2 separate regions of the Pan troglodytes genome follow, and region 1 is linked to region 2. The links are chromatin contacts, called in public Hi-C maps. All regions are on one chromosome and are shown on one strand. The core of a region is the stretch at or near the end of the contact, and the rest is flanking DNA. Distances in the headings are between cores, read along the strand shown. Region 1 holds the start of LOC112204783 (sodium- and chloride-dependent glycine transporter 2-like). Region 2 holds the start of DBX1 (developing brain homeobox 1).

Evidence for each region. A called contact is a pair of places that touch in the nucleus more often than the background predicts.
Region 1: a contact with region 2 is called in a Hi-C map of induced pluripotent stem cells, with 3 times the contacts expected there. The contact joins the promoter of LOC112204783 here to the promoter of DBX1 in region 2. A contact is called at or near these places in 2 of 7 Hi-C or Micro-C datasets (induced pluripotent stem cells and stem cell-derived neural progenitor cells).

The regions. Positions count from the first base shown.
Region 1 is chr9:24,638,109-24,645,578 of NHGRI_mPanTro3-v2.0_pri, forward strand. LOC112204783 (sodium- and chloride-dependent glycine transporter 2-like) reads left to right here and starts at 1,301. Exons shown (of 1, transcript XM_054661775.1): 1 at 1,301-2,077. The coding sequence starts at 1,472. The coding sequence ends at 2,077. It overlaps SLC6A5 (solute carrier family 6 member 5), which reads left to right and starts at 7,337. Exons shown (of 13, transcript XM_024347011.3): 1 at 7,337-7,464. The coding sequence starts at 7,356.
Region 2 is chr9:24,192,022-24,199,647 of NHGRI_mPanTro3-v2.0_pri, forward strand. It overlaps DBX1 (developing brain homeobox 1), which reads right to left and starts at 2,142. Exons shown (of 4, transcript XM_016922415.4): 1 at 1,624-2,142; 2 at 857-958. The coding sequence starts at 1,990.

The DNA.
Region 1 (7,470 bases), core at 51-2,550, 450 kb after region 2:
GTTTGCTTTTGTTCTTTCAAGAGGAAAGGGGGCTGAGGGGACAGGGAAAGCAGATTCGTTTTGGCTATTTCTTTTGGAGATGTCTGTGCATTGGGTGGGGGGAAAGGGGGCGACGAGGACAACAATTCTCGCAGCCCTAGGTATTTGTACTTGTGAGCGTCACCTGAGGTCGCAAAGAGGTTTCCTAGGCTGTAGAGCTGAGAGGTTGGCTGTGGCTCCTAAAGACCCGATCCCGGGCACTGTCCTCGGTGCTGAAAAGCCAGATGCCGGTACAGAAGCGAGTTGCTCTGGGTCCTAGAGGCTACTGAGACAAATGCTGGCTGAAGCCGAGGTACTTAGATTTGTGCAAATTGAGGAGTTCTATTCTGCGTGTTTGTGAAAGGGGGTTAGACGAGAGGAGTGCGGTGGAGGCGAAGATAATAGGATTATTCTTACAGTGTAATAATAATTATTGGTGCTAATGTTTAGGAAGCCGTGAAAGATAACACGAGGGGAGAAAGTGGATAGAAAAACCACCGCTGGCAGTTCTTTTCATTTGAAAGTGAATTGGGAAAAAGCGAATAAAAATTAGTCATGAGTTTTGGTACTCAAGCAAGCTTAGAGTTGTGAAGGATATTAGACTCCTGTGAATAGTTACGCAAAAGAAGAAGAAGAAGAAGAAGAAGAAGAAGAAGAAGAAGAAGAAGAAGAAGAAGAAGAAGAAGAAGAAGAAGAAGAAGAAGAAGGAGAAGAAACCTAAACAAAAGAACAAAAAGCTTTGCATATTCTTTTCCATGTCTGGGAATCTGGAAGTGAATACAAGTTGTGTAAGATAACAAACCTAGTTACTACTCTGTGTCTTAAATTTAGTTTATTATCGTTGTAGGTTTTTTTGTGGTTATTTTGATCGTGATTCTTAACCTTGTCTTTGCTACCTGGCGGGAGGAGGTGGGTTGTGGAGCGCTGGGACTCAACCAATTTGGCCTCAAGCGCTCGCAGGTGCCAGGGCATCAGCTTTGTGGCCACAGCTTGTCTATGGGGGAAAAAGGCAGTGTGCATTGTTGAATGACAAAGGAAATGGGGCGGAAAATTAAAGAATCTTTCTACAGTGGTGATGGGGATGCGGGCACCCACAGCTGTGATGTGAAATCCAAAGAGGGAGGGGAGCTCATGACTCCAGGGCTATTTCCATTCCCCCTTTACCCTTACAAAATTACATTTCTGCCTCTTTTCTTAGTTCATCCTCCACTAGGGAGGGAATATTAGCTTCTTTTTGTCATCTGGTTATTGATGAAACGGGCAAATTGAGAAATACTGATTGCAGCCTTTCTTTAAAAAAAAGTTCAGATTCCAATTTGCTTCCCCAGATATTGTGTCTGGACCTGAGTTGCGAACGTCTCCATATGTAGATACAGGTATTTTAAAAGCTGTTGTGACTTTGTTTTGCACGAACTTGACATTGTGTTTGCAGGATTGCAGTGCTCCCAAGGAAATGAATAAACTGCCGGCCAACAGCCCGGAGGCGGCGGCGGCGCAGGGCCACCCGGATGGCCCAGGCGCTCCCAGGACGAGCCCGGAGCAGGAGCTTCCCGCGGCTGCCGCCCCGCCGCCGCCACGTGTGCCCAGGTCCGCTTCCACCGGCGCCCAAACTTTCCAGTCAGCGGACGCGCGAGCCTGCGAGGCTGAGCGGCCAGGAGTGGGGTCTTGCAAACTCAGTAGCCCGCGGGCGCAGGCGGCCTCTGCAGCTCTGCGGGACTTGAGAGAGGCGCAAGGCGCGCAGGCCCCCCCACCTCCTGCGAGCTCCGGGCCCGGCAACGCGCTGCACTGTAAGATCCCTTCTCTGCGAGGCCCGGAGGGGGATGCGAACGTGAGTGTGGGCAAGGGCACCCTGGAGCGGAACAATACCCCTGTTGTGGGCTGGGTGAACGTGAGCCAGAGCACCGTGGTGCTGGGCACGGATGGAATCACGTCCGTGCTCCCGGGCAGCGTGGCCACCGTTGCCACCCAGGTAAGCAGGTTGCATTTGGCCCGCACAGTGTCCTGCTCTCCAGCTGCGCGAGAGAGGCCAGCCGGGCCGTGGCGGGTGCACGTATGCTGATGGGGAAACCGGTTGGCAGTGCCAGGTGGTGGATGCGGGAGGCGGCTTTGGGGCTTCGGAAGCTCGCACTGCGCTGGGGTCGGCAGTTCAGGGCGCGAGGGCTGCAGTGACCCTGCCAGAGGGGCCACGACCTGCCCCTTCCCAGCCTTGGCGGTAGCGGGAATACAGGTCCAGATCCACGAAAGAGTTGAGGAAGATAGATTCCACCCTTTTATGCAGACAGACTCCCTCTCCTGCCAATGACTGTCTTTTCTTTTCAAAAATAATTTCTTAATTAAACAAAAAGAGGGTTAAAATTCAGAACAAAGCCACGTGGTGGTGGCTGGGGATGGAGGGGTAGGAGGATAATAGTTTAAGTTTTGTAGCCTTTACACTGCCAGTTACCTTTATTACATGAGAACTCATTTGATGCGAGGTGGGTTTACCTGAGGCTACTGAAGCTTAAGTTTTGGGGCCTGTCCTTTGCCTGGGTCCTTCCAAAACCTGGTGTCTACTTTTGCCATAATTTTCTATTTTTTTCCCTAAAGTAACCTCCCTCAATTGTGTAAGCTTCAGGCCCCACCAATCTTAAACCCCTCTTGCATTTGATCCTTTACTACTTAATTAGAGGTGTGAAAAACCCACAGAGCAAATCCCAATCCTTGGGTTATGAATAAAGGCAGCTTTTGCTGGTGGCCCGCTATCTCATATAGGCTTTTGTTCTCTTCAATTTCCCTCTCGTCTCTCTCCTTCCTTCTCTGATCTCTTCTTTCTTCTGTCCTTTTTCATCAACTTCAGCTCTTCCCTTCTCACTGCCTGCCTTTCTGCTATTTCCTCTCCTTTCCTGGCCTCAGGGGCTATGCATATATCCAGCAGTGGGGCCTGGACCAAAATTTGTGCCTGTGTGAGGTTTAGGATTTATACAACCCTTCTATCCTTAGTCACTTTAGTGTTTGCACACACACACACACACACACACATACACATTCACACTTATCCACAGGCCCACATAGCAGGAGCTTGTGGTGTCAGAACTAGAAATAAACATAGAATTTCCCACTTGCCTTTCCTTTCGGGGTCCACATCCGGAGTGTTTTTCTATGTATATTATCTGCCTCTGACAGCATGTATCCCACAGTGTGACCCCAGGTGGAGCAGAATATTTGTTTCACTTGTCTTGCTTAACCTCCGCACTGCGGCAGAAGGAGCTGGAACTCCCACCCTTTGCAGCCCTGGAAGGATTGAAGGGTGGGATTAGGAATGGAGGTGGTCTGTGTGTGGGAGGATTAGAGGGAGGATGTTAAAGATGTCTGGTTTCTGGAAGTACTTATTTTCAGCCCTGCCCATCTTTCTGATTGTGCCTTTCTGACACTCACCCTGGCCCTTTCTCCCTCCCTAAGACTTCTCCTGACAGCTGCTGCTGTGTCCTGCACACCCTGTAGAAAAGTATGAGACCTAGCAAGTTACTACAATAGGAGGTGAAGGGTGACTGAGAAGGTGGAAACTGTGTGGTGGCCTGAGTCCCTGGAAAGCTTTGTGCAGTGTCTAGGTGTCCTGAACATTTTCAGAGTTTATTTGGGGTGGTCTGCCCCCCATTTTTCCTGCTTACTAGTGAGGCATTCCAGGACCAGGCACTGCCCCAAGAAAGCATCTTCGTGTGAGCTTGAAGAAATGAGCCTCAAAGATTCATAGACTGCTGGAGCTGGCAAGGGCTTCAGGGGACAGTCATTCTAAGCCTCTTTTACAGATGAGACACGGAGGTTCAGAGAGAGCAAGTGGCTTGCCTGGGGTTATCCAGCTGGTTAGTAGCAAAATTTAGACCAGAACTCAAGGTTGTAGATGGCTTGTCTCTTCCCATATCAACCTTTTTTGTTTGTTTGTTTTCCGTCTTGTTTCACCTTCAAATCTCCCTCCTGCCCATCTCCCTTGCATTAGTCTTGAAGGATGCCTTCTTAAATTAGTTGACCAGGCAGGTTCTGGTTTGGTCAGGAAAGTAAGCCAGGGGCTCTGGCTGGCTTGGGCATTGCAGCTCTCTTTCTGGTCTTGGCACACACTCTAAAGGAAGAAACGGCTGAGGAGGGGGTGCGGTGAAGGTTTTTTTTGTGGGAGAGGGTTAATTAGGAACCTGCTTGCTGGGAACTCCAGGCATGATGTTGGGGGAGCCTGCTTGCCAAATAAATTCTTGGTAAGGGGTTGGGGATGGAGGGACCTGCTTGCAATCACCTTACAGGTTCAAGGTTTGGGGAGAGCTGCTTGCTGGTGCGCCCTGACTGTATGATCTGGGAAAGAGGGGTTTTGGGTCTGTTTAAGATGGATCTTCAGATCAGAATTGAGGACCTGCTTGCTGATTGACTCTCAGTGCAGGGTTGAGGGGTGAGGTCCCTGCTTGTAGATGCATCCTTTCTTTAGATTTGGGGTCCTGCTTGCTGATGCATCCTCGGTTGAGAAGTGGGAGCCTGCTTGCTGGGAAGGACCCCTAGCGGGGGGAGGGTGGAAGGGGCCTGCTTGTGGACCTACTCGGGGCTGTTATCGACAATGTGCTTTTCCGCCCCCAGGAGGACGAGCAAGGGGATGAGAATAAGGCCCGAGGGAACTGGTCCAGCAAACTGGACTTCATCCTGTCCATGGTGGGGTACGCAGTGGGGCTGGGCAATGTCTGGAGGTTTCCCTACCTGGCCTTCCAGAACGGGGGAGGTATGGCTTTTCCGCTCTTTCCGCCTGCGGCGGGGCGGGGCGGGCACCTGAGGGTTGGGTGGGACAGGAGCCCTCAGGCAGGGCCGCCGGGCGGGGAGGCTCAGGACAGCCTCCTCAGGCTCCAGCCCTACACCTCGTAGGCTTGAGTGCACAACCAGAGGGCGGGGGCGACCATAATCGATAGGCATTAGATCCCGGAGTATCTTATCTAGAGAGGGACACAGCGGAGGAGTGAGGACCCACAAACCCCCACTGACCCAGTTTTGGGGCCTGGGTCCTGAGCCACGTAAGCATGGGTGCTAGCGGTCAAGCGTTCAGAGAGCGGCGGCACTCCGGGCATCCAACGAGGTTAGAGCCAGCAGCTGTGCAGTCCTGGAGCCCTGATTCAGGATTATATCCTGTCTTCCTAGGGGACTCCTTAGGAGATCTAAGAGGTGAGGGGGAAGGGGTTGAGGCTGTGCTGTCAAAAACCTCTCAGAAGTGCCTGCCACCCCCGCCTTCTTCTGCTTCTTGAAGCAGAACATATTTTGATTTTAGTAAAATCTTACAGCGAAAACAGGTTTCTTTCATCTGCCCTAAATTGGGGGAAGGTGCTGCTTTTGAATGAAAGCCGTTTCAGAGGTGGGGAGGACACTAGTTAGGCTTGCATCGGCTGCTGGGCCACTATGCTCCCTTGTACCTCTTCTGTACCCACCGAGGAGGGACCTGGCACATTCACGATCCCTCTGGCCCTCCCAGCGTTTAGGTGCCGCGGGGCCGGCCGCTCTCTAGCAATAGGAATTTGAACCTGGAGCCCCGTCCCACATCTTCTCAACTGGACCGAAGGGACAAGCAATGCACTGCTTCACCCCATAGGTCAGGCAGTTTAAGGGTTTTTGTTCTTTTGTTTTTGTCTCTTGGGTCCGCTTCAGGCGGAATTTGTTGCAGCAGAACGGACAGGTGCTGCACCACCGGACGGTTAAAGCGCAAAACATAGGCCGCTACTCCCGTCCTCTCCAGTTCCAAATTAGGACACTTTGACAAGTACTTATGAGGACCTCAGAGCATTTGCCATCGGGGGTGCCCTGAAAACAGACCAGGTACCGGCCACACGAATAGAGGCACCCAGATAGGTTCCCGTTTGGTTTTCCGCAGGGCGCCCTCAGGCCAGGATGCTACAACAAGGCTTCCAGCGACTAGAAGGGGAGTGGGTTATCAGGGTAGTGGATGGGGAGGGAGTTCCAGCAAAAGGAGGTAGGCCCGCGCAAGTGCCCGCGCTTTGCCCGCCCGGGATCTGCGAAGAGCGGCGGAGCAGATCTCAGGGTTCCGGAGGAGCCAGGCTCTGTGATGCGAGGCAGCCTGTTCCACACTGCGGCTCGAGGCCCCTCAGCCCTCAGTGCGGGGTGGAGGGCTCGCCGCTCCTTTTCAGGAGCAGAGGAGGACTGCACAATCCCTGTCTTGAGAGGATAAAGCAGGACCCCGGTTTTACTGCCCAGCAGCCGGTGGCTGCCCCTGGGCCTTCCTGGCTTGGAGAGCCCCGGGCAGGAAAGGCCCTGCCATCAAACAGGAAGTGCGGAGGGGCGGGAGCATGAAGAGTAGACTGGAGAAAGATCAGTTTTCCCTCCGCTGAGGCCAGTGTTCTGCGCTCGCGCATCTCCAGTACCCACCTTGACTCTGGCCCATGCAGCAGCATGTTCTGGTCAAAACCTTTTCAAAAATCATGACCATTCCCCAAGTCCCTCCCAAACAACCTCAAAGAATGTTGAAGGGAAAGAACCCTAGAGAAGTCTCAGTGACTCTATGGAGGCCTGCCAAGTACTATTGCCCTAGACGGGGCATTTTGAGGAATAAAGAGATGCAGCGCAAACAACATTAGGGGCTCACAGGCTGAATAAGACACTTACATAAAAATTATCAAGTGATCGGTGCCTGGAGAAAGGTACTGTGGGAGGACTCAGAAGGGAGACTTCTTGGAGGAGGAAGCATTTGAGTTGACCTTGAAGGATGGAAGGAACTTCTCATATGGAGAAGGGCGTTGAGAAGCGTGTGATGGGGATGGAGATGGGTTTAGGAAGAAGGATGGGTATCCCCCAATGGCTGTCTGGCAGAGCCTGCCCAACCCTGGTTGGCAGAAGGTGTTCAGGTAACTTACTGTAGAGGAGGGCTCCTGGAGTTTAGCTTAGAAGATTTTGGGTCCTGGGAGGGCTGAGGCTCTGATAAGATTTCACCAACCTGAATCCAGTAGTGAGTCAAAGGCATGGACTGGTTGAGCTCTGAGAGGGCTTCATTTTGGGAAACTGAAGTGCTATAATAAAAAAAGAAAATAATAAAACCCCATCAGCACATATCCCTAGCCATCTGCCAGTGGAGAGTTGAAATAAGGAGTGTATTTGCATGGGTACCCTTATACTTTTTGGAGGAGGGCTCTTAAATATCTGTGGGTGACTGTTGCTGAAACAGGACATCAAAGGGCTTCTTCAGGAATGGAGCTAAATTGTCCTTTAGTTCTTTGAGAGGGAGCCCAGCCCCCAACCCAGAGGGTTAAGGAGGGCAGCAGCGTGCTTTTACCTCCTAGGGCTCTCACTCCCCACTCTCTTTCCAAGGTGCTTTCCTCATCCCTTACCTGATGATGCTGGCTCTGGCTGGATTACCCATCTTCTTCTTGGAGGTGTCGCTGGGCCAGTTTGCCAGCCAGGGGCCAGTGTCTGTGTGGAAGGCCATCCCAGCTCTACAAGGTGAGT
Region 2 (7,626 bases), core at 892-3,391:
ACCCATCCCCCGCAGGCCATACCCAGTTTTTCTTCTCTGTATAGGGACTCTCCTGCCTCCTTTTTAGTTTTGACCAGTGGCAGAGTTTTTGAGCCATAGTTTGAATCATCATTGAGGTTACAGGAAGAAAACCTGGTGGAAGCTGCCTAAGGTGTTGCTCCTTTAGGCTGGGACACAATTATGGGCTTTCTTCTAACTGCTTCTTATTTTGCAAGATCAACGGTATTTTATAAGACAGGGTGGGAAAGGAGTATGAGAAGGGGTTTGGAAATCAGGCTGGAAATAGGTTGGGATTGGGGGAGGATCTAATCCCCCTCCCCCTGGGCGACCCTAGGCATCCTACACAAGAGGGCACCCCATGTGGTCTTGTGAAAAGCCCGAAGCCCTGAATGAGTCTTAAAGAGAAATTAGCCCCGGCTGGTAGGTGTCTCTCGGCGGCGTGGAGGGACTAGGGCCGGTCTGTGTGTGGCTGCCCGGAGGAGCTGACCAATTGGTCATGGTGCTGAAACCTTTGTGGGGAATCGTGGCCAAGTGCACTGACTCTGTGGGAAAACGGCGGCGTGAAGGGATGCCAACAGCTCCTCGCAGGGAAGGGAACCGCCTCAAATTGGGACCATGACAATTCCTGCTAATTTGTAGAGCAGGGAATTGGTGCAAAGTGTCAAGCAGTCACTGCTTGTGCTAAATAGGGCATCAAATTGGCGCGACGGATTCATGAATGTTGTACGCCTCGCAACCTCTGAACCAGAGCATAACCCCGAGGGGTGGACGGAGAAATATGGCTTCGGAGCAGGGAGCGATGGGCCGGGGCTGGGGCGCCGCCCTGCCTCGCGCAAAGAAGGGGGACGAGACCTACCTGGGAAATAAGAAGATCTGATGAAAGGCTGAAAAGACCCTTCGAAGTAGGGAAAGGCGAAGGTCTTGGGAGGGACGCTCTGGAGCAAGGCTGGGGATGTTTCTGGTGGGCGGTGGAGGGGGGACAGAAAGGAGAGAGGGAGACAGAAAGAATCTGATTACGTACTTGCCTATTGTATAGCACACTGAACACACGATATAATTAGCCCTTCATCTGGTTTCAAAGACATCTTTCTCATACGTTGACAGGGTAAAATAAATCTTCCCAACATTGTCTTATCTGTAAAACTCTTTTCTTTCTCCCCAACATAATTCTCTGCGCCGTTCCACTCTACCCCAATCTCCATCCTAGGCACTAACGAGATAGGACTGAGTGGGGAGGAAAGAAATTGCAGATTTATAATATTTGCTAATCCAATAAATATATCATATTCAGTTAAAAAAAAAAAACTGTCTCCCAAAAGCTCGAAGGCAGAAACGCAGACGTCCAGGCGCGTGCGCTCAGCGTTACTGCACCAGCTGACTGCGCACCGTCTCCGACTGCGTGTGCTCAAGTTCACTCCGAGGATGGGGCGAGCCTGGAGGATTTTCTTCCCCGGAATTGACTGTGCTATTCTCACATTGCCTGACGTAGGGTCTCAGAGTTCGTGCATATGTGTGTGCACCGATGTGTGTGGGGGGGCCCGCTCGCTAGAGGAAACTGAGGCCAGGATGACTCCGCGCATACCTGGTACCTGAATGGGCCCTCAGGGTTCTGCCCTCGCTTACCTGTTCTGGGCCCCGAGGAGAGGATGGCGTTCACTCCGAACTTCAGAAACGTCGTCTCGCTGGCAGGGGAGAAAGCAGTCGGCGGAGAGCCGCCCCGTCGGCTGCCGGGACTCGGGGAGCCCAGGTCCGAGGCCCCCGTGTCGGTGAGGGCCGTGGGGGCCCCCTGCCTGGGCGGCGACATGCTGGCGGTGGGCACGCTGCGGGGCAGGTAGGCGGGGGGTCGGCTGATGCGGATCAGATCCTCCACCAGGAAGCTGGAGTGGCCGGAAAATGCCGACTGCAAGGACTGGGGCAGCGTCAAGGTGGGCGTGGGCCGCAGGAGGCTAGGGTACCCGGCGGGGGGCGCGAGGAGGCCGGGGAACATCATGGTAGGCGCGGGGCGGGCGAAATAACCCTTCTTTCAGTGGCCGGAGGGTAAACGCCTCGCTTCCCGCCCCTCCCGCCCCCACAGTGTCCTCTCTCTTGGGCTTAGCAAACGTCTCCAAGTAACAATCCCACTTGGGCGTCTGCGAGTCCTCCGTGGTCCTCTCGTCGAGGTGATGGTTTTATAGTGGCCCGCCCGCTAAAGCACTTTGAAAAGTGACAGCTCTGACAATGAAGTTCAACAAAGTTCTCCACTCGAGCTTCATTCGCCGGAGGCTCTGGACTCTCTGATTGGCGCAGGGGTGCAATTTATGATTGGATTAGTCTTCATAAGCATGGCCCGCACAATGGGCCGGCAACAAAGGCCCGCGCGCATCAATTCTTCATATCGACCGCCTCTTTGCAATACAGTGCGCCCCCAAAGCTCTCGCCGAAGGTTTTTGTTCCGAAGCAACACCCGGGCTAATTAAATGCCTATTTAGAAGTTTCAGATGACATCTTGCCTCATAGAAAAGGAATTATTTAAAGAACGCGCTAAATTTATTTGCAGCTCCCCTGCTAAGCCCGGAAAATAAATCAATAAATATTCATAGAAATACATCTTCAGGCTATCAGCAAAGTTGCCCTCCCTCTTGTGGGGGTGGGGCAATGAAAAGTTTCAAGTCAGTGGACATGAAAATATACTCCCTTTCCGGTCTCTAGCCCTATCCGTTACTCCAGCTGAAGCATAAAGCAAATGTAGGGGTGAGTGAAATCAGTGTTAGAAGTCCCATTCTGACGACTCAGGGAAACTTGGAAACGGATGCTTTGGGGCCACTGGATGTGTGTCCGTAAGAGTGGGGAGAGGTCTGGAGTTATTTCATTTCGGGAGACTGGTTGAGTTTGAGCGTTGGTGGATACCTGAACAGTAAAACGAGTCTCCTTCAAATTCCCAGCAACTTGGAAAACGATTTTCTCTAGGAGTTTCTGCAAGGGGCTCTCCGCACCTCACCTTGCGGGAGGAGCGGAGGAGAGCGGCGCTGGGCTGCCGAGCGGCAGGATTCCGCTTGCAAAGAGCTTAGGCTGACCGGAAACTGCCTCGGGCAAGGGTATCCAAAGGCTGTGAGTGCTATGCTGGCCGTTCTCCAAACACAGGGAGCTCTCGGCAGTTTAAGTTGAAACTCACAGCCCTGACATTTTAAGCCATAGCAGCGAAGGTCCAGACGTCGTCTGGAGAGAACCCTACCACTTGCGGGGCCCTTAACTTGGCCCAAGGTTTGGCAGCTTCTTAATTAACTACAACGCACAAACGCGTGAAAACCAGAGGGAAGGGATGCGGTTCCCAAGAATGTTGGTCCACTCCGGGAAAGCCTCCCCTGAATGTGGGGCTTCAAAGGAGAATCTTCCTGGAGACAGTCCCTTCGCTTTCCTCTGGTTGGGGCTGAGGTGGTACTAAGACTCGATTCCCCCCATTTCTCTGTTCGGCGAGATAACAGATGTGTTAAATGTCCCATTCATCTCTTTAGTGTGGCTGAACCTCCCCAAAGAGAAGTGTGCAGCCCCGCCAGGCCGCCCTGATCCTATTAACCATGAACTAACTGTCACCTTCAGCTGGTTTTCCTTTTTGCTTTTTAACACAAAGCTTTCTCAAAAATCTTATTAACCAGCTTTATTTCTCTCGATGGTTTTGTTCGGGGTGTTTTGTGTTGATGATCTCCATGTCGCTGCTTTAACCATTCAATAAAAGTGCATCTGCGATTTATATCACATTAAACCAGAAACGGAGCCCGCTAAAACTCTCCCTTGATTCAAATTAAAAAGTTATTTAGGGCCCAGCTCTAGAGGCGAATTAATGCTAGAAGATGACGTAAGTGCGGAGTTTCTGAGCCCAAGACCGCTCATGCTCATGGGCAGCGGGAGAAAACCAATCAGGAAAGAAACAACTTTTAAATAAGGGGCTATTTAAATATGGGAAGCGCCTTGCTAGAGTTAATTGGAGTCTCCTGGAAACGGAAGAAGGAGATCTGTCGAAGAACGTCAAAAGTTCCTTTTTGAAGTTTGCAATAAAATAGGTGAGAAAAGCATAAGCTATCTGAACACCTGCACTTTAACCTTGCCACGAGACAGTTTCCCATTGCAATAAGACTGGCTCTCTCCCTTCCTCTCCCTTACTTTTTTCCTCAGGCCCACCTCCCTCCTTCTCCCACTCCCTTTCCCTCTGCCCCCCACCCCTTTTTCTCCCCGAATCTTAAGGACTTGGGCAATTGCCAGTTCCCAGAAGGACGCGCCGGGGGCTTCAGGATGTTTGATTCCCTACCGGTGAAGCGCTTGTCCAAGTCTTCCGGATGATCAGAATAGAGTCTATATTTGCCAAAATCAACTTGGATTTTGTTTTTTTGGAGGGGGGAACGGTAAGAACTTGAAGCCAGCGTGAGCCCTTCCCAGCTCCTCCTTCCCTGTTGGGGCATTTGCCGGGATGCAGTTTTCACGGTTTCCTGCCCGTCGACAGGCTTCATGCCACCCCCCAGCCCCCACCCCAAGCCCCAGCCATTCTGCTTCACTATAGACTAACTGCTACTAACTTCTCGGCTTTTAAAAGTCTACCCTGCCATTTTTTGGAGGGTGGATCAACCCCTTGCTGCGATCCACGTGGACCCTGCTTCCTGGGGTCGGTCTCCAGAGCCTCCTAAAGAATTCCTAAAGCGCCAAAGAGGAAAAGTGAGGGCGGGGGCGAGGGGGCGAGGGCTGGCCGCCCGTGAAAGGAAAAATAAATCCTAAGGAAGCAAGAACTCGGACGAAAGGATCTTACTTTAAGTGATCTCCTTGAACGCGTCTTTTCAAACTCCGCGATAGCCCAAGGAGCTGCGCGGCGCGGCGGCTGCGGCTAAGACCTGTGACTAATGCCATTTGACCTGACCCCATGGGGTTTTGTGCGTCCTGCCATTCACTGTTATGTCGTTATCTTCAAGTTTATTTCGGAGAAATCACTCGCGTTCTTTGTCTCAAGGCTGAGCTTTCTATTTCTCTTTTAAGAGAAAAGAAGACGGGAGGGGAAAAGAGAGAATCGGAGTCCCTGGTTTGGGGTTTAAGGTCCTTGCCTACGCGGGGAGGCCGCAGCAGATCCGGCTGGGGCTCCCCGGGCCTAGGTGGCCAAAGCTGCCGAAACCTGCCTTGGATAGTAGAAAGAGCGTGTCGGAACGCACTCTGGGGGTTTCGTTCCCCCCGCGCAGGGGAGAGCGAGCATGTTCCTGCCCCGGGCGCCGTGCGGTCGCAGCAGCAGCGCGGCCCTCTCCAGTGCGGGCCGTGCCTAGAATGTTTCGGGTAAGCGAAGGCCAGCAAGCGAGGCGAAACGGACACTAGCTTCCCCGCCCTCTGAAAAGATGGCAAGTCTCCGTTTCGGGAAGGCTGCAACGCTAAGGTCACCCTTTGCAGGCTTCGGACCCCCAGTCCTCCATGCTCCCTGCCGGAGCAGCCAACAGAGTGAGAGCGCATTTTGGAAAGATTGGCAGGATGCCGGGCGGCGACAGGGAAAAGCGCCCGACGCCTGGCTTTGGGGTGGGGGGTGTGGGGAGGGGGGGCAGGGAGCTAACGGGCGAGGCGAAGGAGGAGGGCTGCGAGGCTCGGACTGAAAGAGCTTTCCTACCGCCCCAGCCCCTCTTCGCAAGCCTCTCTTTTAAGACAGCTCTAAGGGGTTCACCTTCAGAATAGGCCACTAGGAGCTACCGCTGCACCAGCTCTTTCTAGTATCTCCCCCCTCACCCCCCATCCCTTTCACACTCACTCCTCTCTTTTTCCTTGAAAATCCTTCTATTGTGCCAATCAAGCAGATGGTTTGCAGGAAATATAGCTTGGCCTTGCTGACCGAAACTAATTTTAACTAGCTTTCCAAGCCCGAAACGTTTGTTTTGCTCTTACAAAGTAGCCCCCAAAACAGCTGGCAAGGGTGAATTAAACCCATTAAAGACACATTTATAAGAAATTATATTCACATAGATTGCCCGAACCCCCTTGTGCTGCCTAAGAGAGGAGATGAGCGCATTTAAATGAAAATGTCGCCGGACGCTCCCCTCCTTAACGTAGCCTGAAAGTCTCAAAACATTTTACTAAATAGATTAACTTGACTATTGTCTTGCATCACATTTATCAGCTTCATTAAGTGAATAGCTGAACAAATATATTACGCATGCATGAAAAGCTCTTTTTCCAGGAGTCTCATTGTATCCTCAGCCCTGACAGGTGGTTAACTGTGTGTTGTTTTTTTGTGTGTGTGGGTTTTTTTGGTGTTTTCTTTTTCTTTTTTTTTTTTTATTATTATTTTTTTAACCCGAATAAAGGGGATCTCTGTAGAGCGGTGCAGGGCTTGCAGTGCGGACTTGGAGAAAGTTTACTTCAACTCCCTTCTTGGACAACCCTCTCCCTAGCAATATTAAAACCATGTTGGGCCAAGGAGATATGAGACCGTTCAAAATAATCAAAATTAAATTTTGGTAAGCCCAGCCTTGAGTGCTTTCTCTCTCCATCATTATCTCTGCCCACTTGTCTGGGAAATTAATTTCATACTGCTACTTTTTAAAGCTGAAGATTCCATCCCACTCTGCTTGAAAATAGCCATTGTTTCTCCTTGCTTAACCAGCTCTTCACAGACTGCAGGATTAAATATTCTTCTTTTTTTAAAAAAGAAAATAATAATAAAGACAGAGTCTCATTTTGTTGTCCAGGCTAGTCTCCACCTCCTGGCCTCAAGTGATCCTCCAGCATCTAAATATTCTTTTAACTCACATTTGAATCCATTTCACTTTACTGTATGTCTTTAGGAAAAGTTCTTGTCTCCTGGGCCTCAGTGTCCCTATGGGTAAAACGAGGGGGGTTGCCTCAGAAAGCTCTCTAAGGGCCCTTTCAGATCTGATCTCCTGAGGTTTAAAACCCCTCAGCTCTTTGTTGCCTTATGAAGGGGCCCAGCAACAACCAGCCTCTGAGCCCAGGGTGATGACAGGAAGGACAGCACCTCCAGGTTCTAGGGTGCTCCCTTGGTGGAGGGGAGGAAAGTGGAGTGCTCTAGAGGCCTAAGGCAAATCTGCCAGCCAGGGAGGACTGCACACACTGGGCTGTCACTCCTGGGGTCTCAAGATACACTGGGTACCAAGAGCAAAAGCCTTGAGGTCATGCCACCCTCACATTCCAGTCCACATCCCTCCCTTCAAACAGGCTGCCCTGCTTACTGTCCTCGCCAGTTCTTGTCCCACCATGAGGCATGGCCCGACACTAGGTGAAAAGTAGGAGGGGATCCTCCCTGGCCCACTCCCCTTGTCCTGGGCCTCACTTTTTAGCTGGTGGAATGCCACAATGAGCCCCTTCCCCTCTATGCTCCATCATCTTTTCCCTCTCTTGCCTTTTCTGCCTTCCCCCCACCCCAAGCTGGAACTATTGATGTTCTGTCCTGGAATCTTTCTGGTTAAAGAGGCTTGGATGAAGATGAAATTGGTGCTGGGTGGGAAAGGGTATAGAATTTTTCTCTGAAAGGGCTGCTTTTGTCCAAGGCAAAAGGAGCAGAACTGTGCTGTGAACGAAGGTTGTCTTATGATGTAGGTAAGTATCTGCTTAAAAAAAAAAAGTTGGCCTGGTGCGGTGGCACACACCTGTAATCCCAGCACTCTGGGGGGC